4 separate regions of the Sus scrofa genome follow, and regions 1, 2 and 3 are each linked to region 4. Evidence: chromatin contacts called from public Hi-C and promoter capture Hi-C data. All regions are on one chromosome and are shown on one strand. Each heading gives the region's core, a stretch centred on a gene start, on an enhancer-like site or on the middle of the called end of the contact. The rest is flanking DNA. Distances are from core to core; before and after follow the strand shown.

Region 1 (6,267 bases), core at 3,671-6,170, 300 kb before region 4:
CAACAAGTACTCAAAAAAATAACATTTTGGACTGCAGCTAATCACCGAGAAGAACAAAGGGCCCAAAAAGAAGAAACCGAAAATAAGTATCAGTGGATCAGTGGCAATTAAGTTGTTATATATTCTATACATTTAATATGTTCAAACATTGTAATCAGACTGTATATTTACCTCCCTCTCAAATTGGAGGCTTTATTTAGAGGATAAAGTTTGAAACAAAAATTCTATGTTAAAGTGATTTTATGGCATGAGATATGTAGGAAGATGTTAATGGCAGATTAATTTATATTTGTAAATCAATTTCCTAATAAGCTGCAGAAAAAATATACTTTCTGAAAGTAAGTACAATTGTAAGAGACTTTAACTCACTGTGTCCTCTTTACTGGAAAGGTGATAGAAATTTGAGGAGAATAGGAAATTACCCCCAAGGACTTTATGAATCCCCCAACATAGATATATAAAAACATCTCCTATCAACTTTCAGAAAGAATAGATTTTTCTCAAGTCACTTTAAAATTACATAAAGCTTTCCATTAAATAACTCAAGTGTTTAAATACCGAATATAGCTGGCCAAAATGATAAAACAGGCAAACACCAGTGTGGTATTAAATATTGAACTCCTACCTACCTTTTATCACTTACCTAGTAAAGTATTCGTCCTTACCTTTATTTGAGTAGGGGACTAAATGTCTTCAACTGTCTTTCTGTGACCATTAAGTTATTAGTGCGTCCAATTTTGTATGTATATAAAGACCATGTTTGAAAGTATCTCAAATGGAGATTTATTTATCATACAGGCTTTGAAATATTGAGACACCTTAAAATACATTTTGCCTTGGAGGAGTACTTCTAAAATAATTGTCAACAAATTGTGAAGTGGGATAAGTTACTAATTTGCCTTTCTAGAAATTCCTCAGTTTGGCCCATACCATTCTGCAGAGTTGGTGCTCAAGACCCAGATATTCAAAACATGTTATTTTCCCATTTGTTTTCAGTATTAACTGCCTATAAAGAAATGGAAAATGAATATTTATCTTTATATTCCTTAAATAGTACTTTTGTCATAATGAAGAGATTGTTCCTTATCACAGTCATACTCATCCATTGAATTACTAATAACAATGAATTACTAAAAATCTCGGTATATAAAATTACCCTCTAGCATACCACCACACGGGGTGTCTCTGAAACTTAAAATGTTAGAGTAAATATATTTCTATATTGAAATATATGTATAATTTACAATGAAAATTATAGTAGTTTATAGAGCTCCTAAATTTTAGAGATATATTTTATATATATGTACTGTATTTTGGATGTGTAAAGCTTCTATTTATGTATTGAAATATTTTGTGTTTACATCTTATTTATTATACCAACTATATAGAATTACTATTTTCCTAGTATTGTTAGTATGAACCAGTCATTAGAATTGATTGTGCAAACCATATTTCAGTGTAAGTTTTCATTTTTTCTTACTGTTTTTATGCTGAATAACAGATTTAGAAAGTGAATCTCACAGGTAATATGCATCTGAGAAGTAATTATTTTATTACTGTGAACCTCAGCATCAGCATTTTCTACAGAAAAGAAAATCAAAATATCAAAATCTAATAGATAGTAACAGATGCCAGTGAGTGGAACACTTTTTTCTTTTTTTTAAGGGCTGCACCCACAGCATATGGAAGTTCCCAGGCTAGGGGTTGAATCAGAGCTAGGCAGGTGGCTGGCCGATACCATAGCCACAGGAACGCCAGATCTGAGAAGTCTGCAAACTACACCACAGCTCATGGCAATGACTCATCCCCAACTCACTGATCGAGGCCAGGGATTGAACCTGAATCCTCATGGATACTAGTCGGGTTCATTTCTGTTGCACGACAGCAGAAACTCTGGAATGAACATTTTTTAAAATGGCTTCTGGATTATGTGAATACCTTCTCTAGCCTCTTAGAACAGCACTTCGTTTTTTTTTTTTTTTTTTTTTTTTTTTGTCTTTTTTGCTATTTCTTGGGCCGCTCCCTCGGCATATGGAGGTTCCCAAGCTAGGGGTCTAATAGGAGCTGTAGCCGCCAGCCTACGCCAGAGCCACAGCAACGCGGGATCTGAGCCATGTCTGCAACCTACACCACAGCTCATGGCAACACCGGATCGTTAACCCACTGAGCAAGGGCAAGGACCGAACCTGCAACCTCATGGTTCCTAGTCGGATTCGTTAACCACTGCGCCACGACGGGAACTCCAGCACTTCAGTTTTTAAATGGTTTATCTAAATATTAAAAGTTAGCCCCCTCAAAACACACACACTCACTTAGGCTTCAAGAGAATGAAAATCTATGTATAATCCGTGGCTCATGAAACTGGTGCTGTTTTTATTTGACTTAATATATTGTTGCTGCTTCAAAAATTTCTATGTTCTGAGGTAGCCCCATAGTAGGAGTGACAGGGAATTCTGGCCTGATCTTCAGTTTCCAAAACTTGGCTTAAACCAGGGCTTCCCTGATGTTAGGAGCAGTAGAAATCTGAGAGCCAGCACAGCCGGTTTTCAAGATCCCTAGTCAAGGGTGTTCACTCCTCACGTGTTACCACTGATGCTTTACTTTGTGTTGACCTGTGCAGTGGGAAGGAGTCCATGCAACCACAGTCTCCTTTCTCTCTGAACTCTCCTTTATGGGTTCTCTGAAATGTAACTCTAGAGGATTGATGTTTTATTTTTCAGGTGGTTTACAAAATTAGTTTCCAGACTGGTTCTCAAGGAAAAAGAATTTCTAGCCATCTTTATAATGTCTATCAGGATATTCTTCCAGTTGTCAGAAAGGATTCTTTTGAGGTATTACTACCATGTTTAGAGTGATACAGTAATAGCATACCTGGAGTTCCCATCGTGGCTCAGTGGTTAACAAATCCGACTAGGAACCATGAGGTTGCGGGTTCCATCCCTGGCCTCGCTCAGTGGGTTGAGGATCCAGCGTTGCCGTGAACTGTGGTGTAGGTCGCAGACATGGCTCGGATCTTGCATTGCTGTGACTCTGGCGTGGGCCGGCGACTACAGCTTTAATTAGACCCCTACCATGGGAACCTCCATGTGCCACAGGTGCAGCCCTAGAAAAGACAAAAAGACAAAAAAAAAAAAAAAAAAAAAAAAAAAGTAATAGCATACCAAAGTTAATGTACTTTTTTTCCAAATAGTATCTTTGCATAAACACTTTTTAAAAAATTATTAGCCTTTTGGTAGAAGCTTAAGTTCTTTAGAACTTCATGCTGTCAGCCTAGGAACAAAGTGATGTTTTCACCACTTTGTACATTATTTATATGTATGTATGTGTGAAAGAGAAATAATATAAAATAAACTCAGCAGGCTAGAATAATTTTCAAGGTAGTACATACTGTCTGAAAAATTAAAATTTTGGAGTTCCTGTTGTGGCTCAGTGGAAATAAATCTGACTAGTATCCATGAGGACGCAGGTTCGTTCCTGGCCTTGCTCAGTGGGTTAAGGATCTGTGTTGTGGTGAGCTATGGTTTAGGTCGCAGACATGACTCAGATCTGGCGTGGCCATGGCTGTGGCTGTGGCCGGCAGCTTCAGTTCTGATTCGACCCCTAGCTTGGGAACGTCCATAGGCCACGGGTGTGGCCCTAAAAAGAAAAAAAAAATTAAAATTTTGACTTTAGAATATTTCAAAGGAAAAGAATCGGTTTTAGAAGCAAATAATACCCCTTCCCACCTTTTTTTCCATTGTATTAATGTGAGTCTGTTGGAATTTCCTGTTTGATGAAGTTACTGTATGGTCCACCATGTGGGTATAGCAAGAACATTTCTTCTACCCATGCAATGGACTGAATATTTGTATCCCCACAAAATTCATATGTTGAAACCCAAAAAGACCCCCAATGTGAAATTTTCTGGAGGTGGGATATTTGAAAAGGTAATTAGGTTTAGATGAGGTCTTGAGGGTGAAGATCCCATGATGGGATTAGTGTCCTCCGAGGAAGGGAAGAGACCAGAGCTTGCACATGCTCTCTCTTCCCACCCTATGGAGATGCAGTGAGAAGGCAGCCACCTGCAAAGCCAGAAGAGGGCCCTCACTAAGAACCAAAGCTGTCAGCACCTTGATCTCGGACTTCCCAGCCTCCAGAACTGTGAAATGTCTGTTGTTTAAGCCACCAGGTCCATGGTATTTCATTATAGCTTCCTGAGCTTAGACACGCCTGAAGTCCATAGTTTACATTAAGGCTCACTCTTGGTGGTGTACATTTAATGGGTTTAGACAATTGTATAGTGATATGTATCCACCTTTATAGCATCATACGTAATATTTTCACTGCCCTCAAAATCCTGCTTTGCTCTGCCTGGTCCTTTCTCCCTCTGACCTCACCCTTGGCAACCATGGATATTTTACTGTCTTCATAGTTTGCCTTTTCCATGTTATATAATTAGAATTATATCATATGTGCCCTTTTCAGATTGGCTTATTTCACTGGTAATATGCATTTAAGTTCCCTACATGTCTTTTCATGGCTTCAAAAGATGCCTTATTTCTTTTCAACACTGAATAATATTCTATTGTCTGAATGTACTACAGTAATTTTTTATAATTTTCTACATAATCATGCCATCTATGAACAAAGGCACTTGATTTCTTCCTTCCCAACCTTTTCCCCCTTTTTGTCTTACTGCATAAGCGAAGACATCCAGTAGGCTGTTGAAAGGTAGTGGTGGGAGGGGATGTCCTTTCCTTATTCCTCTAGTTTCTCATCATTAAGAATAGTAGTAATTGTACATTTTTTGTAGATGTTCCTTACGAAGTTAAGGAAGTTCCTCTATATTCCTAGTTTGCCAAGAGGTTTGTTTTTTAATCATGAATAGGTGTTGGATGTTATTAAATGCTTTTTCTTTCTTTGTCTTTTTTTTTAAGGGCTGCACCTGTGGCATATGGAAGTTCCCAGGCCAGGGGTTGAATCAAAGCTGCAGCTGCTGGTCTACTGCCACAACCACAGCAGTGCAGGATCTGAGCCACATCTGTGACCTATACCGTAGCTCATGGCAATGCCAGATCCTTAACTCACTGAGCAGGGCCAGGGAGGAAACCCATGTCTTCATGGATACTAGTCAGGTTCATTACTGCTGAGCCACATCAGGAACTCTTAAAAGCATTAATAGATGCTTTTTCTGCATCTGTTAATATGATCATGTGATTTTTCTTCTTTAGCTTGTTGATATGATGGATTACACTGGTTGATTTTTGAACACTAAATCAGCCTTGCATACCTGGAATGAGTCCCATTTGGTTATAGTGTTTCTTTTTTAATTTTTTTGATTTGATAATACTTTGAAGATTTTGCATCTATGTTCATAAGAAATATTGGTCTGTTGTTTTCTTGTGATATATCTGTCTGGTTTGGGGATTAGAGTAATATTGGCCTCAGAATGAGTAAGAAGTATTCTCTTTGCTTGTGTCTTCTAAAAGAGATTGTAGAAAACTGGTATGGTTTCTTCCTTAAATGTTTGTTAGAATTTTACCAGTGGACTCATCTGGGCTTCCTGCTTTGTTTTAGAAGGTTATTATTGATTCAATTTCTTTAATAGATATGGGCTTATTCAGGTTATCTATTTTTTTCTTAGGAATTTTGGCAGATTGTGTCTTTGAGGGAATCAGACCATTGCATCTAGTTTATCAAATATGCAGGCACAGAGTTCTTCATAATATTTATAATACTTTTAATGTCCATGATATATGTAGTGATGTTCTGTTTCATTTCTGATATCAGTAATTTGTGTCTTTTCTTCTTAGCCTGGCTAGAGGTTTATTGATTTCACTATTTGAAGAACCAGCTTTTGGTTTTATCAGTTTTTCTCTGTTGATTTCCTGCTTTCAGTTTCATTGGTTTCTTTCTTTTCATCATCTCATTATTTTTTTCCTTCCGCTTATTTTGGATTTAATTCGCTCCTCTTTTTCTTATTTCCTAAGATGGAAACTTAGATGGTTGATTTTAGATCTTTCTTTTTTTTCTAACATAGGCACGCAATGCTATAAATTTCTAAGTACTGCTTTTACCCACCCTACAAATTTTGATAAGTTGTAAAGACACAGGCAGTGCTAAGGAAGAAATTTCAGGCTTAGAAAATTTTAGCGAGGAAGGCCATTTGTTGTACCAAGTGTTCCTTCTACATAGCAGTCCCAGCGTTATGATGAGCAAGGGAGAGGAAAATAAAGCACACTCCTCTCACCAAACACATCCACGTACAGATGCACCATTAGATCAGAG
Region 2 (6,920 bases), core at 3,670-6,169, 430 kb before region 4:
CCAAGATTTGGATACTGCAAAAACCTGTGTCTGTGGAAAATTCTGTCTAAGCTGTTTTATTCAAGGAACTACTACCATGAATCTACACTCTGTTGCTCACACGGTGGTCTTAGTGGATAATATGGGTGGCACTGAAGCACCTGTTATCTCATACTTCTGTTCTCTAGCCTGTTATGTAAACTCCTGTGATATGTTAAAGTAATAAGTGATACCATAAAAGAAACTCAGTTTACAGACCAGTTTGGGACTCATTTATGGTTTAAATGTCAAATTGGAGAAAAGATACTTTTTGTGAGGTTGTTTTTTTTTTCTTTTTATATACTTGCTTGAGGGGAAGAATGTGTATTAGTCTATTTGTGATCATTTGACTGTAAAATCTTAATTTCATTAAAACCTATTTAACTTTATTATGGCATTAATTTGGGGGGGGGGTTGTTTTGGCAAAGCCTGTGGCATGTGGAAGTTCCCAGGCCAGGAATCGAACCCACGCTACAGCAGCAACCTGAGCCAATACAATGACAAACCCAGCTCCCTTAACCTGATGTACCCCTAGGAAACTCCTGTAATTTGACTTTTATCAGTTTATTGCACTTGTGTTGATTTCAGCCTGGTGTTTCCAGAATGAGTTGTGGGAGTATCTTTTGTCTTTTTCTAGGGCCACACCCAAGGCATATGGAGGTTCCCAGGCTAGGGGTCTAATCGGAGCTGTAGCCACTGGCCTACGCCAGAGCCACAGCAACTTGGGATCTGAGTCTCGTCTGCGACCTGCACCACAGCTCACAGCAACGCTGGAGCCTTAACTCACTGAGCAAAGCCATGGATCAAACCTACCACCTCATGGTTCCTAGTCAGATTCGCTAACCACTGAGCCACGACAGGAACGCCAATGAGTTGTGGAGTTATCTTTTAATGTTAAACAGATATTGATCCCAACTACTCTGGTCAGAGAATTTTCTTATCAACTTTCTTCTTGCATTTTGATTAAAGAAATTGAGTTTCTGTATGCAGAAAATAAAACTTGGATTATCATAGTCTATAGTGAAAATTTGATACGCAACTACATTTAAGTTTTTAAGCACTTCTGTGTTTTTCAGATATATTATTGCTTATATGGAATAGTATATTCACCAAACATAGGTTAGGAATTGCTTTGGACAGACTTGTTTCTACAGGTTTTATATTAATCATGTAATCTTTGTTGTAATTTCTAAGTTTTTTAATTTTTAGGGTTGGAACAAGGTTTGGGGTTTGTGTGGGAGTAGCAGGAAGTTGCTACTTTTAACTATGTTCTGTATTCTGTAAAGGGCTCTTTTTTTATTATTTTAGTCGCGTAATATTAAATTTCAATGAAAAAATTAATGGCAGTGTACCAGCTAAAGGATGATGAGAATTTGAACTAGGGCAGAAGAAGTATATAAAAGGAACCTACAGAATAATGTAAATCAACTCTAATAGAAAAAATAAAAACCTAAAAAAAAATTGGGAGGAGTTCCTGTCGTGGTACAGTGGCTAACGAATCTGACTAGGAACCATGAGGTTGCAGGTTTGATCCCTGACCTTGCTCAGTGGGTTAAGGATCCAGCATTGCCTTGAGCTGTGGTGTAGGTCACAGACACAGCTCGGATCCCAAGTTGCTGTGGCTCTGGCGTAGGCCAGTGGCTACAGCTCCGATTAGACCCCTAGCCTGGGAACCTCCATATGCCGAGGGAGCGGCCCTAGAAAAGGCAAAAAAAAAGACAAAAAATAAAAATAAAAGGAACCAACTTGAAAGAATCTTGAAAAATGAAAGCAGAACTGTTCCATTCTTATTATCACTGTTCTTCAAATCAGCCTCCCTCCTAGATAATTGCAGTAGTGTCAAAACTGGTTTCGGGCAACAAAGGAAAGATTAAAAGTAATTGGAGAAAATCCTCTCCATTAACCCAGATCAGAGATTTTAAGCCCAGGCCTTATACTGCCTTCTAGTTGACTCACTTCTGGCTTTGAAAATCAGCAATTCTGTAAATGAGTAAAGTATCTTAAAGTTTTTTTCTTTATTTTTATGGCAGCACCTGCAGCATATACAAGTTTCCTGGGCCAGGGGCTGAATGCTAGCCAAAGCTGGGCTGGGACCTACGCTGCAGTTCTGGTAATGCTGGATCCTTTAACCCACTGCGTTGGGCAGGCTGTTGATTGAACCCTTGCCTCTGCAGCTGCCAGAGCCGCTGCAGTCAGATTCTTAACCCAGTGTGCCAGGGCGGGAACTTCCTAAGATTTTCTAAACGCATAAACTGATGAGATATTGCCCATAAATATTATAAAATGCCCATATTAAAATGTGGTTCTTTTCAAAATGGTTTTATGGTATATTTAAGAGTAAATTAGTACACACTTGATTTTCATATGTTCCTGTAGAAAGACTATTTCTTCATCAATAAAGGCAGATGTTAATAGCCTACTTTGGGAATGAGTGTTAATCAAGTTATTCCTATACCCTAGCCCTTTGAATTCTTGCTCATCTAGAAGCCATCCCCAAGTTCCTTAGCCAACTTAAAATTCATATACAGAAATAAGAGAACTTGTCCTCTTCTCATAGCTCATTTCCCTTTCTCAGTTTTTCATTTAATACTCAACTTATTTTTCTTTCTTGCCTTCCATAGGTGATTACTAGGCTCACTTGAGTTTAACCTTCCATTCTGTTTTCAGTTAACTTCTTACCTCAACACTCCCAACAGTCAGGGTATAACATTTGAGTACCTCCCAGGGTATGTTCTGAAAAGTTCAAAGGATGGAATTCATGTTGTTATGGACTCCATTTTTTTCACTTGCTTCAGAACTTTTTGTAATTACAAGTCAATTTTCAACTCCTGCTTTACATTGAAGACCAAGGTCTATGGGAGTTCCTGTGGTGGCTCAGTGGTAATGAACCCTACTAGTATCCAGGAGGACGCAGGTTTGATCCCTGGCCTCCATCTGTGGGTTAAGGATCCAGAATTGCTCAGAGCTGTGGTGTAGGTTACAGACATAGCCACTCTGTTTCTGATCATAGCGCCTTTTCCCCTGGGAATACAGGATCCCGAGTGACTGTGATGTAGGCTAGCAGCCACAGCTCCCGTTGGACCCCTCACCTGGGAACCTCCATATGCTTTGGGGTGGGGTGAGGGCTAAAAAGACAAAAAAAAAAAAAAAAAAAAAAAGACCAAGGTCTAAGAAAAGGTTGTCTAGAAAAACCTATGGAAACATTGTACGTCTCTGCTGTCCAATGGGGTGGTCACTAACCACATGTAGCTAGTATAACTGAGAAACTGCATTTTTAATGTAAATAGCTATATGTGGCTAGTATGCCCTACTGGACCATACCCTTGCAAAAAGTCAGCTCTTTTTACCCCTTCAGCTTGGATCCTCTACTCCACCCAGTCTGCTATACACAGGCCTACCTTATCTTTTCCATGTACTTTTTTCAAAATCTGATTGAGACTTTCCCCAGCAGCTCAATCATAATCATTTACTCACCCAACAGATATGAAATTGATGTGAAAAGTATCAGTTTTTTCCCTGCCTTATGATTTATCTCCATAACCTAGTTATAAAATTTGAGGTGGGACTCCTATCTTTATATATAAATCAACATTCCAAGTCTTATGGAACTAAATTTAAATGAGAATTTGAAATGAACCTTAATTCTGTAACTTCCTTAATTTAGAACCAAAATAAGCACAAGATCCTATTTATATTTTAAAAATACAAAAGATTTCAGTAAGGTATCACTGTATTTATTCTCATACAGGCATTTTTTTTCCCCCTATGGCTTCAACACCTTCCTCTCAAATATAGAATAAAAAAAATTCTCAAGGCTTAGAACTGGATCACTTGGCCCTTTCTCTTCTTATCTCCTCCAAGTTCAAAATGCTTGCATCTCTTAATTGCCAGCATCCTCTTGGATCTGCAGTTGGGCTCAACACATTCAAGCCTCAGCACAATCTTCTTTGTGGTTTTAGCCTTCTTCCGGAAAATTGGCTTTGTTTGCCCGCCATAGCCACTCTGTTTCCGATCATAGCGCCTCTTTCCCTGGGCATAGAGGGAATCCTTGCCCTTCTTATACTGGGTCACTTTGTGAGGCTGATGTTTTCCACACTTCTTACAGAAAGTCCTTCGGGTTTTAGGTACGTTGACCATCTTTGCAACAGGGGTGTTTTCACGATGAATACTGTGGTAAAATATTTAAAATACAGCAACAGACGTTAAACATTTTGAAATTTTAAGTTTTGTAAATATGGAAATAGTAACATTACAGAAATCATTAACGTATAAATGCACCAAATACGCATTTTCCACACGAATAAATATATATATGTGCACAACTCTTTAGAAGGCTAATCATCGGAGCAGTGATAAAATGAGGCTCACTAAAATAAGGGCCAGAGCAGCAGCATAAGGATGCCCTATACAGTCAGGTCCCCCTACTGACTCTAAGTTCCAAAGTGGGTTCCTTTGGTCCTTAATTTACCGTGGTTACCCAACAACTAAAGCGTGGTCGTGTGATAATCTACTCTCCTTCGGAAGAGTGGGAGAGTGAGCGCGAGAGCCAGTCTGGCTCCGGGTGCGGTGTAGCTGGTGCCAAGGCCGAGCCCGGCCCTTCTCTGAGGACCGCAGCAACGTGGTTTGACTTCTCCCTCCGAAACACGGTCTCCCTTCAGCGGCCCCGAAGGCTGACGTGTCCTTAACAAGTGCCTCCCGGCCCGGCAGCCGCCATGCGGGAGCCCCTTCCCGGAAGGGAGAAGCCCGTTCTTGAAATCCCCCAAGGCGGCGGGCCTCGCCCTCCCTCTCCTACCAGGGTTCGCCCGGCCACCCCGGGATCCTGAGCTTCGGGGGCTCCAGTCGAGACCGCTACCACTCCGCGTGTAGCTTACCAGTAAAACCGATGTCCACGTTCCGGGTCTCGCTCTGCTCTAGCCTCACCGGAAAAGGAGGATCGGGACGGAAGCAGGAACTGAGCCTGAGCGACAGCGCCGCGGCCCAATAAGAGGCGGGCAGCGACGCCCGGTCGTCTCCCGACGCGTCGGGGAAGCGCCAACCGACGGCCCGAGGGGCGGGCCGGAGGGGTGTGGGCCCGGGGGCCGCGGAGCTCCGCGAGCCAGTTGCTGGTTGTCAGGACAGTCTCCGCGGGAGTGGGACGAGGTTGCGTCCCTCGGTCCGGGACGTCCGGTGCCTGCGTAAGGATGAAAGCCCAGAGGACGCAGGGCCGCTGGAAGCGCAGGTAACGGAGCCGGGGTGCGGTGGGGCCGCGGCGGGCTTCTCGGACCCGTGCCGGATGGAGAGGACCGAGGCGACGCTGAGTCGCGGCTCCTAGCGGCGGGACAGCCTGAGCTGCAGCTGCCAGGCGAGGATGTGTGGAGCCCGGGCGGCACAGGGGAGCTGAGCGCCTTCGGGCCCCAGGACCCCCGGGGCCAGGGATGAGTTAGCGAGGGCAGCCGCGGAGGCCCATTCCGATCGCTGCAGGCCACGGCCGCCGCCCGCCCGCCCTTTCCGTGCGGGATCCGCTAGCTCCTTTACGCGCCTGCCCGCGCTCCCGGCCCCGGAGACCATGAGGTTCCGCATCTACAAGCGGAAGGTGCTGATCTTGACGTTCGTGGTGGCCGCCTGCGGCTTCGTCCTCTGGAGCAGCAATGGGCGACAAAGGAAGAATGAGGCCCTCGCCCCGCCGCTGCTGGACGCCGAGCCCGTGCGGGGTGCGGGCGCCCGGGCCGGGGACCATCCTGCCATATCCGTGGGCATCCGCCGGGGCTCCAACGATTCGGCGGCTCCGCTGGTCGCGGCAGCCCCGCAGCCCGAGGTGGACAACCTGACGCTGCGGTACCGGTCCCTAGTGTACCAACTGAACTTTGACCAGACGTTGAGGAATGTGGATAAGGTCAGCTCCTGGGTCCCCCGCGAGCTTGTGCTGGTGGTCCAGGTGCACAACCGGGCCGAATACCTCAAACTGCTCCTGGACTCACTTCGGAAAGCCCAGGGAATCGACAACGTCCTCGTCATCTTTAGCCATGACTTCTGGTCGACTGAGATTAATCAGCTGATCGCTGGGGTGGATTTCTGTCCGGTTCTGCAGGTGTTCTTTCCTTTCAGCATTCAGTTGTACCCTAACGAGTTTCCGGGTACTGACCCCAGAGATTGCCCTAGAGACCTGGAGAAGAATGCAGCTTTGAAAATGGGATGCATTAATGCTGAATATCCCGACTCCTTCGGCCATTACAGAGAGGCCAAGTTCTCCCAAACCAAACACCACTGGTGGTGGAAGCTGCATTTCGTGTGGGAGAGGGTCAAAGTCCTTCGAGACTATGCTGGCCTCATACTTTTCCTAGAGGAGGATCACTACGTAGCCCCAGACTTTTACCATGTCTTCAAAAAGATGTGGAATTTAAAGCAGCAAGAGTGTCCTGAGTGTGACGTTCTCTCCCTGGGGACCTATACTACCGTTCGCAGTTTCCGTGACGTTGCTGACAAGGTAGATGTGAAAACGTGGAAATCCACGGAGCACAATATGGGTCTGGCCTTGACCCGGGATGCCTATCAGAAGCTGATCGAGTGCACAGACACTTTCTGTACTTATGATGATTATAACTGGGACTGGACACTTCAATATTTGACTGTATCTTGTCTTCCAAAATTTTGGAAAGTGCTGGTTCCTCAAGTTCCTAGGATTTTTCATGCTGGAGACTGTGGTATGCATCACAAAAAAACCTGTAGACCATCCACACAGAGTGCCCAAATTGAGTCACTCTTAAATAGTAACAAACAGTACATGTTTCCAGAAACTTTAACTATCAGTGAAAAATTGACAGCAGCCCTTTCCCCACCTAGGAAAAATGGAGGGTGGGGAGACATTAGGGACCATGAACTCTGTAAGAGTTATAGAAGACTGCAGTAAAAAAAAAAAAAAAAAA
Region 3 (6,879 bases), core at 1,922-4,421, 390 kb after region 4:
TTGAGAAAGATAGTAAGAAAAAAACAGAAGTTCCGGCTGTGGTACAGTAGGCTAAGAATCTGACTGCAGCAGCTCTGGTCGCTGAGGAGGAGCAGGTTCCATCCTGGGCCCAGCACAATAGGTTAAAGGATCCAGCACTGCCACATCTACAGCATAGGTCACAGGTGTAGCCTGGACTCAATCGTTGGCCCAGGAACATCCACATGCCATGAGTGCAGCCATAAAATTAAAAAATTAAAAAAAATTTTTTTAAAGTAAAACATTACATTAGATGGTAACAAGTGCATAGAAAGACAAAGTAGAAAAAAGACTGAAAGGATACAAAAGCAAAGAGAAAAGGGAGCAAGCCCTGTGGCTGAGGAGAAATATTCTGAGCAGAAGGAATAGCCAGAGCAAAAACCCAAAGGTAGGAAGATGAGGATTATGTTTAAGGAAGAGCAAGCAGACCAGTGTGGGTAGAAGAGAATGAAGGAGGGGGAACAGCAGTAAATGAGGTAGGAGAGAAAAGGAGAGAGGCTGGGGCCTCCCAGAGGAGCACTTGAGTAAGGCTTTCCTGGACAGGAAAGATAGCAACAGTTGGAAATGGGAGTAGGAGGTGATTCTAGGTAATTAGAACAAAGGAAAACGGAAGACAAGGGACCAGAGTTTTGAGAATGTTTAGGAATCAGAAGCTGTTCTGGTGTGGAATGAGTATACAAGTAAATGTGAGGAAGCATGAATATGAGGGAAGGGAACTGTCTGGGGATGGGTGATAGTGGTGTATGATAAATATTTAGTCTTTGATCCTCGGTGAAGGAGCTATGAAAGAGAAAAGATAGGGCAGGGAGGCACCAGAGTAAAAGGCAAGCATTAGCTGCCCCTTTAATATAACCCTTTGCTTTCTGTGAAAGAATAAAACCCTGCTCCAGACACTTGCTTCAGTTATTATATTTATAAAGAAAAAAGGTGGAGTTCTTGGGATTTTTATGGAGAAAACACTTTAAATTTTCTTGCAGTGGGGAGGAGAGAAAAATACAAGAACTAAAATTCAGACTATTATGTTATTAACATGAAATGAATTGAGCCAGTCTAACACATAGTGAATCATAAGACGAAGATGACTAAAAAGTGGGACTGAGAAAGCAGACAGGAATTTCAATTTTTTAAAGAGCATTCCACAAAATGACTAATCCATGGATAAACAAGTAAGAGTTAACTACCTCTAATTTTATATAAAGAAGATTATTGTAATTACCCACTCTGAATTAAAATTATTCACACGGCAAAAACTGGAACCTTCCTCTCACAATTCAGCATCCCATACTAGAACAGTGTCTAGTACAGAAGATTCAAATGCTGTTTTAAAGGATAAAAAGCCTATCCATTACAGTGCATCTCAACAGACTCAAACAGTGCTAGAGCTGTCATAACCCAACCTTGAATTGTTACTATTAACAGAGAGGATATTAAAAATAGAAGTTAGGAAGAAGGGATATTTTCCTTCCATATTACCACCTGTACAAAAACAACATACCCCAGAGGAGTGTTCTGGTTAATTACCCAAGGCTATTTCAGCTATATGCAGGAGTGTTGTTTAGAATAATGGGATACATGACATGATCAAATACAATAAACAAAGCTTTTGCAAAATCAAAGGCAAGTTCCCTTAACATACCCATATGAGTTACATTAATGCTCCCTTTTTGGAACAGAGAACAAAAAAGCATAAGGCAATCTGAAACAATCTCTTTCCTCTTGATCCTTCAAGAACTCGGTGGATTTCGGGAACTGGGTTTGCTTGCCTGTGACTTTTTTTTTTTTTTTTTTTCAAACTAAGAGTAACTCATTCCCATCATTTGTCTCAAATAAAGCAAAAGAGCACAATTAAAAAGACAGCTGCTCTTAACTATTCTGGGTCATGGGATGTTATCAATCCCAGAGAGAGGAATTGCCAAAGAAGAATTAGAAAATCATCATCAGATACAAATGCCAAAACTTCTACCAGGAAAAGCATTGTTCTGCATAGGATAATGTTTGTGCACACATCACTTTGACCCAGCATTAGACTACTTACAGTTAAAATTGAGAGACTGGGGTTTCAAAGGACTTTTTAAAACAGCATCATCCATCAAAAAGTTTTTTGTGAAAATGTGAGAACGTCAATATATTTCCTTGTCTACTGTCTTCCAGGAAGCATTTTTTCCATGTTAAGACAAGAATATCCTCAAGCGCAACTCCATAAGCAGATTCGAACTTTCTTGGATACCATAAATAAGCATTAAAAAGCCTTTATACCACACACACGCACAAAAAAAGTACAACGGTGGTTCGCAAAGGTGTAGTTAGTTCTGCTTGTTGGAGCGATCAGTGCAAGCATGGATTAGAAGGCGCTCCGAATGGAGTAAATGGGACCCGGCCGCGGCATCTCCAAGATGCAACAACAAAAGCATCCTCCTTCCTTCTCACACTTCCTCAGAAAGTGGCCCTATTCCCGGGAGCCAGCGGACCGCAGGAAAAGAGCCTGGCCTGCCTCACCTTATAGACGTCCCCGTAGGTGCCGCTGCCGACCCTCTGAACGAGCTCGTAGTCTTGCTGCGGGTTCCGCCTCAGGATGTCCGCGGCAGGCCGCAGAGGGGCCTCCATCTTCGTTCAGGGCCCGGCCCCCGCCGGCTGTGCCCGCGGCGCCCCGATTCCCGCTAACGAGGACGAGCGGCGCCGCTTCCCAACATGGAGCCTCTGCCCGCAGCTCCGCCTGCACGAGGGACGAGCAGAGGCTGCAACCCCGAGCGGCCCAGTCCCGTCCTTTCCGCCCCAGCGGGAGCCGCTACCAGCGGGCCTGGAAGGGGTCCCCAGCGCCCCGCCGCTGCCGTGTTCCGGCCGCGGCCCTTCCCCCTCCCTGACCGCCCGCGAACTGTCGGGCCGGATTCTGCCCGCCCGCCGGGGCCCGGGGCCGGCTCGGTACCTGAGGGGGGCGGCCCCGCTCTTTGTTGAGCGCCGCGCCCAGGACCTACTTCCCCGCCGGCGCCTGCGTCTTGATTCCCGGCGCCCGCCGGCCCTCCAAGTCCAGCTGTGCTGCCGCCGCTGCCTTTCGCTGCACCGCACGTCCTCTCGCGGGCGGCGGAGGCGCGTACCGTCGCCGCCGCCGCCGCACCACGTTCCCCACCCGGGGCTGCGTCACCGGGAGACACGTTCCCGGCCAGCGTGGGTCGGCGCCCAGCGTCCCGCCCGAGCGCGCCGGCCGCGAGACCAGAGTGCCGCCCTGAGGCCTGCTCGGGACACGACACTCTCCCGGCCGGGCCGCCGCGCCCCCCTGGCCCGGAGCGTCCTTTCCTGAGCCGGGCTCTGCTCCCCACTCTGGGGGTCACGGACGCCCCCGGGCATTCTTGGGCTGACGCGCCTCCGCTAAACCGCTCCCAGCTTTGTCAGGTAAACCTGGAGGGTGGCGGGTAGAGTAGTAGGGTGGGCACGAGGGCGATGGGAACGCAGCCCTCCCAGTTGAGAAAATGGTTCGTTGAGGGCACTGAGCCAGAAGTAATCTGGCAATGGGGCGCCCGGGAGGGAGGTGGGGGAGTGCCAGATTAACTAAGTCGCGGCACACCCAACTGCACCTTCCTGTTTTGCAAACCATTCCCAGTGGTACCAGTTTGAGGCTGCACTGCACACCTGCGCAACCTGTCTTCCACTAAGTTTTCCCAAGACATTTCCGAAAGTCGGAATTCCTAGGAAGTCTATGTGGTTCTTATCCCTGTTGGGCACACGCAGTGTCTCAGCGCAGGTATTGTTCCTTTAATTGGGTCGGGAGTTCTGCAGCAGCTGAAAATCAGGGACCACAACCTGGTTCTGACTCTACCACTTACTCAGTATGTGATCTGGGACAAAAAAGACATCCTATTTGGCAATATCTCCACATCCTTATCTGCAGCTTGAAGAGGGTAGGGTTTTGCATCCGACACCTGAGAAAGTGTTTATAAGGCATTTTACAAGATTGTAAAGGGCGTTATCAAATATAAAAGGCTTTTTAACATACTTCACAATGCACAGAATATGAAACAGGAGTTTAGGGAAGTAATTTGGCTGAATATTTCACAAGCTGTTTTGTAGTTTCACTTCCAGTCTTGTTCCAAGGTAGAAATAAGGTTGCCAGATTGATTTTGTTTGTAGAGCCCAATGAAGGTTTTGAACAAAAAAATTCAGCTAACACTTGACCAATCCATTTAGTGACTGAAAAATCACAAAAGAGCAAGTCACAGATGCTGGCCTGTAGCTTTGAACATCCAATTCATTCCATTCTCGGGCAATATATCCCTTATTGTTGATCATTGTAATCAGTTTGGTAATGTACAAATTAACTTCACACCTTAGCTGTACAGGGAATATATGTATTTTTTTGTGTTCCATGCACAAAGAGCACTTATTTAGGGAACATAAGTAAGCTCAGACTTACATGCTCTATGGACAAAGCCTATGTGTTTGCTGCATTGAAAAAATTGTTGAAGAACAGTTCCTTCTTTCAAAGCTTCTTGGCACTTGTTTTGGTGGGCAAATACTTTTGGCTTCAATGACTCAAAATCTTTTCAAATGTTCTATTGGTATCCTAGTACTTGTTTACTGTCATAGACTCTTTTTTTCCTCCTTTGACCATATAGGTATTGATCCTTTTTCTAGTCTGAAATTTACTTATTCTTATTTATATCTCCATTATTCCTCAGAGAATTTGAGGCAACATACAGAAAATGCATACTACAACATAAGATAAAAATAAGTAAATGAGGAAATAGGTATGATGTTAAAGAGAGAAAAATAGGATACCAGAACAGTGTAGCAAATTGGCCAAAGCAGAACATTTTACAGTGTTTTGAGGATCACAGTAAACCAGTTGATTGAGAGAGAGGCATATCTTTTCCTGATACTAAGACTTTAGAAAAACTTATTTCACAAGTCTTCATAAAGTGGAAAATGTGAATTCCCAATTTGAAACAAGGATACATGTCTTTCTGAAGCATGTTTTCCTTTAAGCATGTTATTCTCGAAACACAATTTTGGTATGAGTTAGGCCATAAAAAGTTTGAGGTCCTAGGCTTCAACAAGACCCGGGAGTGCAGATGTTTTATGTTGCCAGTAATTGCATATCCACATGCTTTGACCATCAGCCCACAGGTGGATAGCATGGAAAAAGTCGAGATTCTATGTGGTGGTTAAAAAATGTCAACCATAATTATTATTTTACTTATACCACAGTGCAAAGAAAAAAACAGTTGCTTTATACTAACTCCAAGAGAATCTTTAGAATTTTTAAATACTTGTTGAGTTAATTTTATCAAGATCAGTGAAGTCATGGTTTGTGTGTTAAATATTGTTGGTAAAGAAATTCAAATTCAGTTTCCATAAAATAAACATACAGTGCATAAATCTAATTTTACCTCCAAAACAATTAAGCACTTGGTTTCAGGGTTGAAGGTTACGTAACAATAAAAAAAGTACAGCTAACAGGAGTTTACATCGTGGCATATTGGGTTAAGAATTCCAGCTGCACCAGCTCAGGTCTCTATGGAGGTGCGGGTTCCATCTCCAGCCTGGTACAACGGATTAAAAAGGATTCGGTGGTGTTGCAGCTTGGGGCTGGGGTTCAGTCCCTGGCCTGAGAACTTCTATATGCCATGGGTACAGCCATAACAACAACAGCAAAAAAAATTTATAGCTAATGGAAGAATTTCTTACAAACTACCCAATTTTATAATGCCAAGGTATTGAATAAGAATAAATATGGCTTGATAGGGCCTTCGTGTTAACCTAATTGTCATATTCTTTGTTTTCATAATACCTGGCAAGTAAATATTTTCCATGTTTTACAACTATGATGGTTTGCTCTGTGCTTTATAGTGATTTTCCCTTCTTTCAAAGTACTTTAGTAAAATGCTAGTTATAATCTGTGGCCTCTGGTTTCAATTTTGGCCAAGGCTAATTTTTTAAAATTTGGGGACATAAAATTTTTAAACTTCTACCTGTGTAAGTTTCACAATTTACTAATCAATATAGAATGGCTAATTAAGACCCTCAAGTGTGGCAAAACAGAGCATGAGGGCAAAAGTTTTTGCATGGAACTTATAGGCTTGAGGAATATAATCTTCTGATGACTCTTGCAATATAAACTAGTTGCAAAATGTAATTTTATGTGATTGGGCCTCATAGGTTTGTTCAATATAAATCAAGTAAATATTGGAAGACATTTGCTGCAGTTATGATTTGGACTTTCAAATAGTTAAACTATTCTTTCTGTTACTAATGAAGGTCAGTTGTCTGTTGAGACCAAAACTTTTTTTTAAAATGTAGGAGAATTCTGTTTTGTTCTAGAGAGCAGTAGAACAGGTTTCTCATTCAGAATCGGTATCAGGGGGTATGATGAGAGAGTTTTAAAACACAGAGTTGTGAAGGGCAGTGCAACCCCCTTTTTTTAGCCAGCTTGAATTGATCGTCTGATATGTAACCTTGATTCCCTGGGTTTTTTTTTTAAAGTTTATATGAGAATTGAAAGGAGGGTTCCTGTTTTCAGCTCACAAATTGTTCCTGTCTACAAACTTACTTACTTTTTTACTTTTTATTATTTTATTTATTTATTTATTTAGCTTTTCGATTTTTTAGGGCCGTACCTGCAGCATATGGATGTTTCCAGGCTAGGGGGTTGAATCAGAGCTGCAGCTGCTGGTGTACTCCACAGCAATAGCAACGCTAGTCCCAAGCCGAATCTGCAGCCTACATCACAGCTCACAGCAATGCCAAATCCTTAACCCACTGAGCAAGGCCAGGGACCGAACCTGCATCCTCCTGGATAACAATCGTGATCGTTTCCACTGAGCCATAACAGGAGCTCCTCTGTCTACAAATTTAATACCTAAGAAAAAT
Region 4 (5,946 bases), core at 1,565-4,064:
GACCAACAAATTAGAAAAGAAAAATAAAAGGTCAGAAAAGGTGAGAAATGGGGAGGGAGGGTTATTAGAACAATGTGCTATGAAGAATCCTCTCATTGGGTTCATACAAACAGTATGAACCCTACTCAAAATTACCACAATATACCTGAACACAAAATCACATATAACCTCTCTGAAGGGTAATCGCTACAAAGATAGAACTAGTAGAATACTCACCTCAAAATACTTTTTCTCAATTTCTGGATTTTTTCCCATTGTTCGTTGTTCGTAACAACATATAATACAAGTATCGGATCCACTGAGATCTTTTAGGGTTTTCACAAGTGGCTCCAAAGACTGCTCAAAAGGAATGTAATATTTATGACTTTTAAAAATTTATATTACTTTAAAAGGGGTAGGGGAAGTGGAGGGGTAATTATAACTCCTCTACAATTTATCCAATTGTATCAATTTCAGTTTTCAGAGAAAGGATGCAAGTGACTGAATTTTGGAGTACCCATGGATAAACAAATGGAATTAACTGTACAGTTTTTTTTTTTTTTTTTTTGTCTTTGTGCGGCATATAGAGGCTCCCAGGCTGGGAGTCAAATCTGAGCTGTAGCTGCCGACCCACACCACAGCCACAGCAACTCAGGATCTGAGCCTTGTCTGCAACCTACACCACAGCTCCCGGCAACACCAGATCCTTAACTCACTGAGCAAGGCCAGGGATAGAACCTGCATCCTCATGAATACTAGTGGGGTTCGTTAACCACTGAGCCGTGATGGGAACTCCTAATTGCACTCTTAAAAACTGTATTTACTAGAGTTCCCTTTGTGGCTCAGCAGGTTAAGGACCTGATATTGTCTCTGTGAGGATGTGGGTTCAACCCCTGGCCTCACTCAGTAGGTTAAGAATCCGGCATTGTCACAAGCTATGGCGCAGATCAAAGATATGGCTCGGATCTGGCACTGCTGTGCCTGTGGTGTAGGTTGGCAGCTGCATCCCCAGTTTGACTCCTAGCCTGGGAACTTCAATATGGTGCAGGTGGGGCCACTAAAAACAAAACAAAAAATTTTTTCTTTAATTTAACAATCAATAATTTCCCTATAATTCTGACCCTAATTTGAACATAAGTTGGCTCAATGCCCATTACTTAAAAAATGAGTGATGTCTACAATATACACAAACTGATATTTAAAAAAAAATCCTATAAATGTAATAAATTTTGCCACAGAACAATGAATTCTTTACAATACAACTTAACAGTTAAAATCACTAATGTCATATTAAATTTACTTGGAATAGCTAAATAAAAAAAAATAACAATAAAAAATCTTAGCCTTACATAGGAGATCCAAAAGGCAAAATCCTTTAAAAATTTTATAGAAGCCTCTAGTAAAATGCATATAACACTTTTCTCAAAATGCTTCATGGGCCTCTATGTTAAAATCATGAGTGTGTAAGTTGTAGTCCGTGGTGACTTTTATTTTCTCTTTACTGTATCATCAATTACAGAATAAATTTGCATTAAAAGATGTAAAAATGCTTAGACATGTGTGCTTTAGAACCCATGGAAAACGGTGTATGCAACCTCTAAACGAAGAAATTTCACTCATTACTCACCTCTTCGTAGTATATGCAGTCAGCCATCAGTATGTAGTCTGGTGGAGAAGGAAAGTCTTCTATTTCTTCCCCCCTTAAAAATGTCAACCAAATATTTTTCACTGTTGCTTTAATAACTTAAAATATTCTTGTTTTATAAACAAGACCCAGAAAATTCCCTTCGAATTAACCGTACTTACAGTGAAACACAATTTAAAGCAAACTACAAATCGTTATCTAAAAAAAGCTTAAAGGCCATACAAACCATTTCAGTACCTTGGCTTGAATAGAACCAGTGACAAGATGCTTGTTCATATTAATATTCATCTTCAGTAAGTCCTGCAATTCCTCAAGATCGGTGACTATGACATCTGCCCTATAAAATAACATTGATTGAGGTAGAGGCACAAGGTTGGGAAGCCGGTAATGGCGGTTTCTCCAACAAAGCGCCGTCCCTTCCCGCCAGCTCTTACCCGAGGGTAGCAGCCATGAGCCCCACCGCCCCGGTGCCAGAGCCCAGCTCCAGCACCGACCGCTGGCTCAGAGTGTGGGCCCCATCGCCGGAAAACCCGGGCGTTTCCAGGTATTTAGAAAGGACAATGGCAGCGTCCCAAACAACGCAACCCACGCCGCCGGAGCCATACTGCTGCAGTCGTAACACCGTGCCATCTCGCTTCTCCAAAACTCGCACAAAGTTCAGCAGCGTGTCCTCCTCGGATGACTCCAGAGTAGCCGCCATCGCTGCCTGGCAACAAGATGTGGCGCACACAGTGACATCACAACCATGCGCACAGCCCCGCTCCTCGACTGGCTTGGGGCCCCGCTTCTCCTGGCGGAGGTGTTGGCGCCAGAGCGCATGCGCGAAGGCAGAGAGCCCGGAAGGCAAGGCTCCACCAAAGTGCCTACCCCGTGGCCAGGGCTTCCCCTAGGAGCGGAACTGACACGTTCTTCCCAAAATTTCAAGTCTGGCTTCAAGAACTGACAGTTTAGATCAATTTTCCGGACAAAGCTAGTATTATAATCTGCTCTTAAAAAAAAAAAAGCCAACCTGAGTATTTTTACCTGGTTGGAGACTGATTCACACAGCATTTGCCGGCCTTAAATCCAGGCAGCTTCCAAGATTCTACCGAGGATAGCTATCATCCTACTAATTTTAAATTTAGGAGGATAAGATTTTCTAACATGCTAATTTTTCATCTGAATGCAGTAACAGTGAAGGTAAAGTTATCCCTCCAAAGTTTACATCACTTGAATTCTTTAGGATTATGGAATTTTAATTGCACAAAATAGGGAAAATAATTTATTTCTACAGAACTCAACAATCTTACCCCCTTGTTCCATATAATGAAAACACATATTTTAAAAGTCTTTAAAAAATTAAGACTTGGGTGATTTATTAATCTTGTTAGAAACTCTGATACAAAGCACAGTAAAAGGCCACTGACCAGTAAATAAACAACGTGGCTTCTGACTACTTTACAACTGCTGCTGTGGCACTGAGAGCAAAACACACTTTTTCATCACTTTGAGGGAAGGAGTCCAAATCAAATGGCAAATAAAAGTTTTACTCACTTTTCTGATTAAAAAGTTTAATAAAGCTTTAAGTATATGCTGGTTTAAATATTACCAATCTAAAAAAATATTTTAAAAAATTTTATTAACACAGGATTTACAGGGAAAGTTATTAGGTTTTCAAGGCAATGCAGTTGGTTCCTAGGCCATAAGAAACTTGTCCTCTGAATTCATGAATTAGTAAAGTAGCAGATTGTATTATAGGCCTTAAGTCACATAAACTTATATACATTATTAGCACTGTCTTTAAATATACAATATAAACAAAACTGTACATATATGGCATATTAACTTTACATCCCAAAACAATAGGCAACTCGTTAGCTAAAGACATCATAGTCTGCAAAAACAAAAAGGCACATCTGTATAAGATATATGCCCTTTTTCCCTCTATGATTGGGTTAGGTAGTCTGTTTACATTTTGACAAAATAATAAACACAGTGCATTCTATTATTTTCATTCTCTTTTTCATTTTTGTCTTCAGCAGCAAATTCTGGCATTTAAGACATGGCATTAAAGAGTTTAAGAACAGTGGGTGTTATTCACAATTTTCCTAAATGTAAAAACTAGATGTAAAAACTAGAAGATGGTCAAAGAGGCTTAAAAAATCAGTATCACTCACCCCCCCCATACGTGTGTAAATTCACTGCCTTAAAAAGTCATCTATTACTCAAATTTGAAAAATTCCACAAATGCACTATCCCCTTTCAGTGCAATCAATTATCACTTTAAACCATATTTTAGCAGAGTCTACAGTGCAAATATAATTTCTTTATACTGGCCTTTTGGCAGCACTGAGGATCTAAGACAAGGCAATGCTACTGATCACCTGAGGATAATGGTAAAGGACTTCTGTATTTTCATTTTTCCAATTTTTAAAAGCTTATTTGATCAGTAGCATTTTTGTAAGAGCATTATTTTTAAAAAGTACTAAAATACTATGCATTTTTGAATAAATTAAAAAAAAACTTTACAAATACCATTCCAGTGTCAATGACTACATATGGCTAAGGTCATTGAGGAGTTTCTGCATTTTCTAGCAAAGGCAGTCTATACAATGGGGGGTGCGAAAGCTCCCGTTTATAAGTCTTTGGTGGCAGTTTTGGTAGGTGAGGGCTTGAATTCTGCCTTGGTGGAATGGGGGGGGCTTGAGGATGAGCGAGATTATTTTGACTAGAACTGAGCACATAGCATCGACGTGGTACTCTTGGAGATGGTGTGCTTGGAGGAGTGTTTGGAGAATTTGGACACATACTAACATCTCTGAACCAGTCTGGATCTCTGTGAAGATGTCCCAGTGGAGGTGGCTGGAGAGTGAATGGACAGTTTATAAAGTGTTCTGGAGGCCGAAGGGGAACCGGTGGAGGGGTATCAGGAAGAGGATCTCTTGGCGGTGGTAGAGGTGGACTAGGCAGAGGTCCGTCAAACACACCAGTAGGAGCAGGAACTCTGGGTTTTACCTTTGGAGGAGGAGGTTGTCTTGGCGGAATAGCAGGGGGGTCATCATCGGATTTCATATTTCCCTCAAAAACAAAAATATTAAATTATACTTCTGTTCTCCTGAAAAATTTGTGAGAAAAAGTCTTAAAAAGATTGAAAAATTCTTGCAAGTTAAATCTAGAAAGTCCAAAATACATTAATCTGGTTTAATGTTCAGATTTATGAATAAATTACTCCCAGCCTCACTCAAGGCTCAGTTTACTATTTTTATATATGAGATGTTTTAATTGAAATCTTAGAACATAAAGCCTCAGATTACCTTGTTTTGCATACACAGTTTATAAGTTTATGTATTTTAATTATAATAATGGGCAAGTGAGTGAAAAGAATACATAGCTTTTTAGACATGAAAGGACATGATATCAAGAGGACTTAATATGTATCCAAATATACCTTATTTGGTATATCAAAAATATCTTAATATACCAAATTCTAGTTTTTGGTCACTGACTTCTACTATCCTCAGTGAGGCTGAAAGTGGGAGTTTTTTAGTTGTTTTTCTTTTTTTCTTTTTATGGCTGTACTCGCAGCATATGGAGGTTACCAGGCTAGGGGTCCAATCAGAGCTGCAGCCACTGGCCTATGCCACATCCATAGCAATGCGGGATTTGAGAGCTGCGTCTGCAACCTATACCACAGCTCATGGCAATGCCGGATCCTTAACCCACTGAGCAAGGCCAGGGATCCAACTCACAACCTCATGGTTCCTAGTCAGGTTTGTTAACCACTGAGCCATGACAGGAACTCCAAAGTGGGAGTTCTTAAAATATGATATGATCCAGGGATCAACAGCATCAGCACTAGAAGGGAACTTGTTACAAATGCAGGAATTCCCATGGTGGCTCAGTGGAAACGAATCCGACTAGTAACCATGAGGCCTCATTCAGTGGGTTAAAGATCTGGCACTGCCATGAGCTGTGGTGTAGGTCACAGACATGGCTCGGATCCTGCACTGCTGTGGCCAGCAGCTGTAGGTCCGATTAGACCCCTAGCCTGGGAACCTCAATATGCTGTAGGTGAGGCCCTAAAAAGCAAAAAAAAAAAAAGGAAAGAAATGCAAATTCTTGAGCCCCAGATCTACTGAATCTGAAACTCTGGCCATCTGGTTTTAACAAGCCTTTCAGGTACTTCCGGTCAGACTAAAGTTTGGCGAACGCTCTGAATACTAAAATTCTTTCCATCTCTATCAGAAATAAATGGACTTCTGAGTATCTGTGAATCTTCCCAGCTTCTTTTTAAGAAAGAGTATTACGAGGATTAAACAATTATTTAAAGTATTTTTAAAATA

Evidence for each region. Promoter capture Hi-C pulls out the DNA fragments that hold promoters and counts their contacts. A called contact is a pair of places that touch in the nucleus more often than the background predicts.
Region 1: a promoter capture Hi-C map of liver shows a contact between it and region 4, with 2.4 times the contacts expected there. The contact joins the promoter of KLHDC2 here to the promoter of VCPKMT in region 4. A contact is called at or near these places in 1 of 5 promoter capture datasets (liver) and 2 of 2 datasets of contacts at active chromatin or transcription factors (alveolar macrophages and skeletal muscle).
Region 2: a contact with region 4 is called in a promoter capture Hi-C map of fetal skeletal muscle, with 5 times the contacts expected there. The contact joins the promoter of RPL36AL here to the promoter of VCPKMT in region 4. A contact is called at or near these places in 2 of 5 promoter capture datasets (fetal skeletal muscle and liver), 12 of 47 Hi-C or Micro-C datasets (alveolar macrophages, blood, fetal skeletal muscle and 8 more) and 1 of 2 datasets of contacts at active chromatin or transcription factors (alveolar macrophages).
Region 3: a Hi-C map of embryonic fibroblasts shows a contact between it and region 4, with 2.9 times the contacts expected there. The contact joins the promoter of ATL1 here to the promoter of VCPKMT in region 4. A contact is called at or near these places in 6 of 47 Hi-C or Micro-C datasets (alveolar macrophages, embryonic fibroblasts, fetal liver and 3 more) and 2 of 2 datasets of contacts at active chromatin or transcription factors (alveolar macrophages and skeletal muscle).

Annotation. Positions count from the first base shown.
Region 1 is chr1:179,604,106-179,610,372 of Sscrofa11.1, forward strand. KLHDC2 (kelch domain-containing protein 2) reads left to right here and starts at 4,921. Exons shown (of 13, transcript XM_001925208.7): 1 at 4,921-6,267. KLHDC1 (kelch domain-containing protein 1) reads left to right here. Exons shown (of 12, transcript XM_021101387.1): 12 at 1-1,451. The coding sequence ends at 111.
Region 2 is chr1:179,472,901-179,479,820 of Sscrofa11.1, forward strand. RPL36AL (ribosomal protein L36a like) reads right to left here and starts at 4,920. Exons shown (of 2, transcript NM_213917.1): 1 at 4,890-4,920; 2 at 3,738-4,186. The coding sequence starts at 4,155. The coding sequence ends at 3,835. It overlaps MGAT2 (mannosyl (alpha-1,6-)-glycoprotein beta-1,2-N-acetylglucosaminyltransferase), which reads left to right and starts at 5,564. Exons shown (of 1, transcript NM_001128482.1): 1 at 5,564-6,904. The coding sequence starts at 5,564. The coding sequence ends at 6,904. LRR1 (leucine-rich repeat protein 1) reads left to right here. Exons shown (of 4, transcript XM_021101338.1): 4 at 1-2,437. The coding sequence ends at 202.
Region 3 is chr1:180,296,263-180,303,141 of Sscrofa11.1, forward strand. ATL1 (atlastin-1) reads left to right here and starts at 3,172. Exons shown (of 15, transcript XM_021101558.1): 1 at 3,172-3,405. MAP4K5 (mitogen-activated protein kinase kinase kinase kinase 5) reads right to left here and starts at 3,229. Exons shown (of 33, transcript XM_021101533.1): 1 at 2,942-3,229; 2 at 2,515-2,731. The coding sequence starts at 2,622.
Region 4 is chr1:179,904,625-179,910,570 of Sscrofa11.1, forward strand. VCPKMT (protein-lysine methyltransferase METTL21D) reads right to left here and starts at 2,815. Exons shown (of 6, transcript XM_021101519.1): 1 at 2,059-2,815; 2 at 1,851-1,961; 3 at 1,607-1,679; 4 at 217-336. The coding sequence starts at 2,324. SOS2 (son of sevenless homolog 2) reads right to left here. Exons shown (of 23, transcript XM_021101439.1): 23 at 2,954-4,681. The coding sequence ends at 4,172.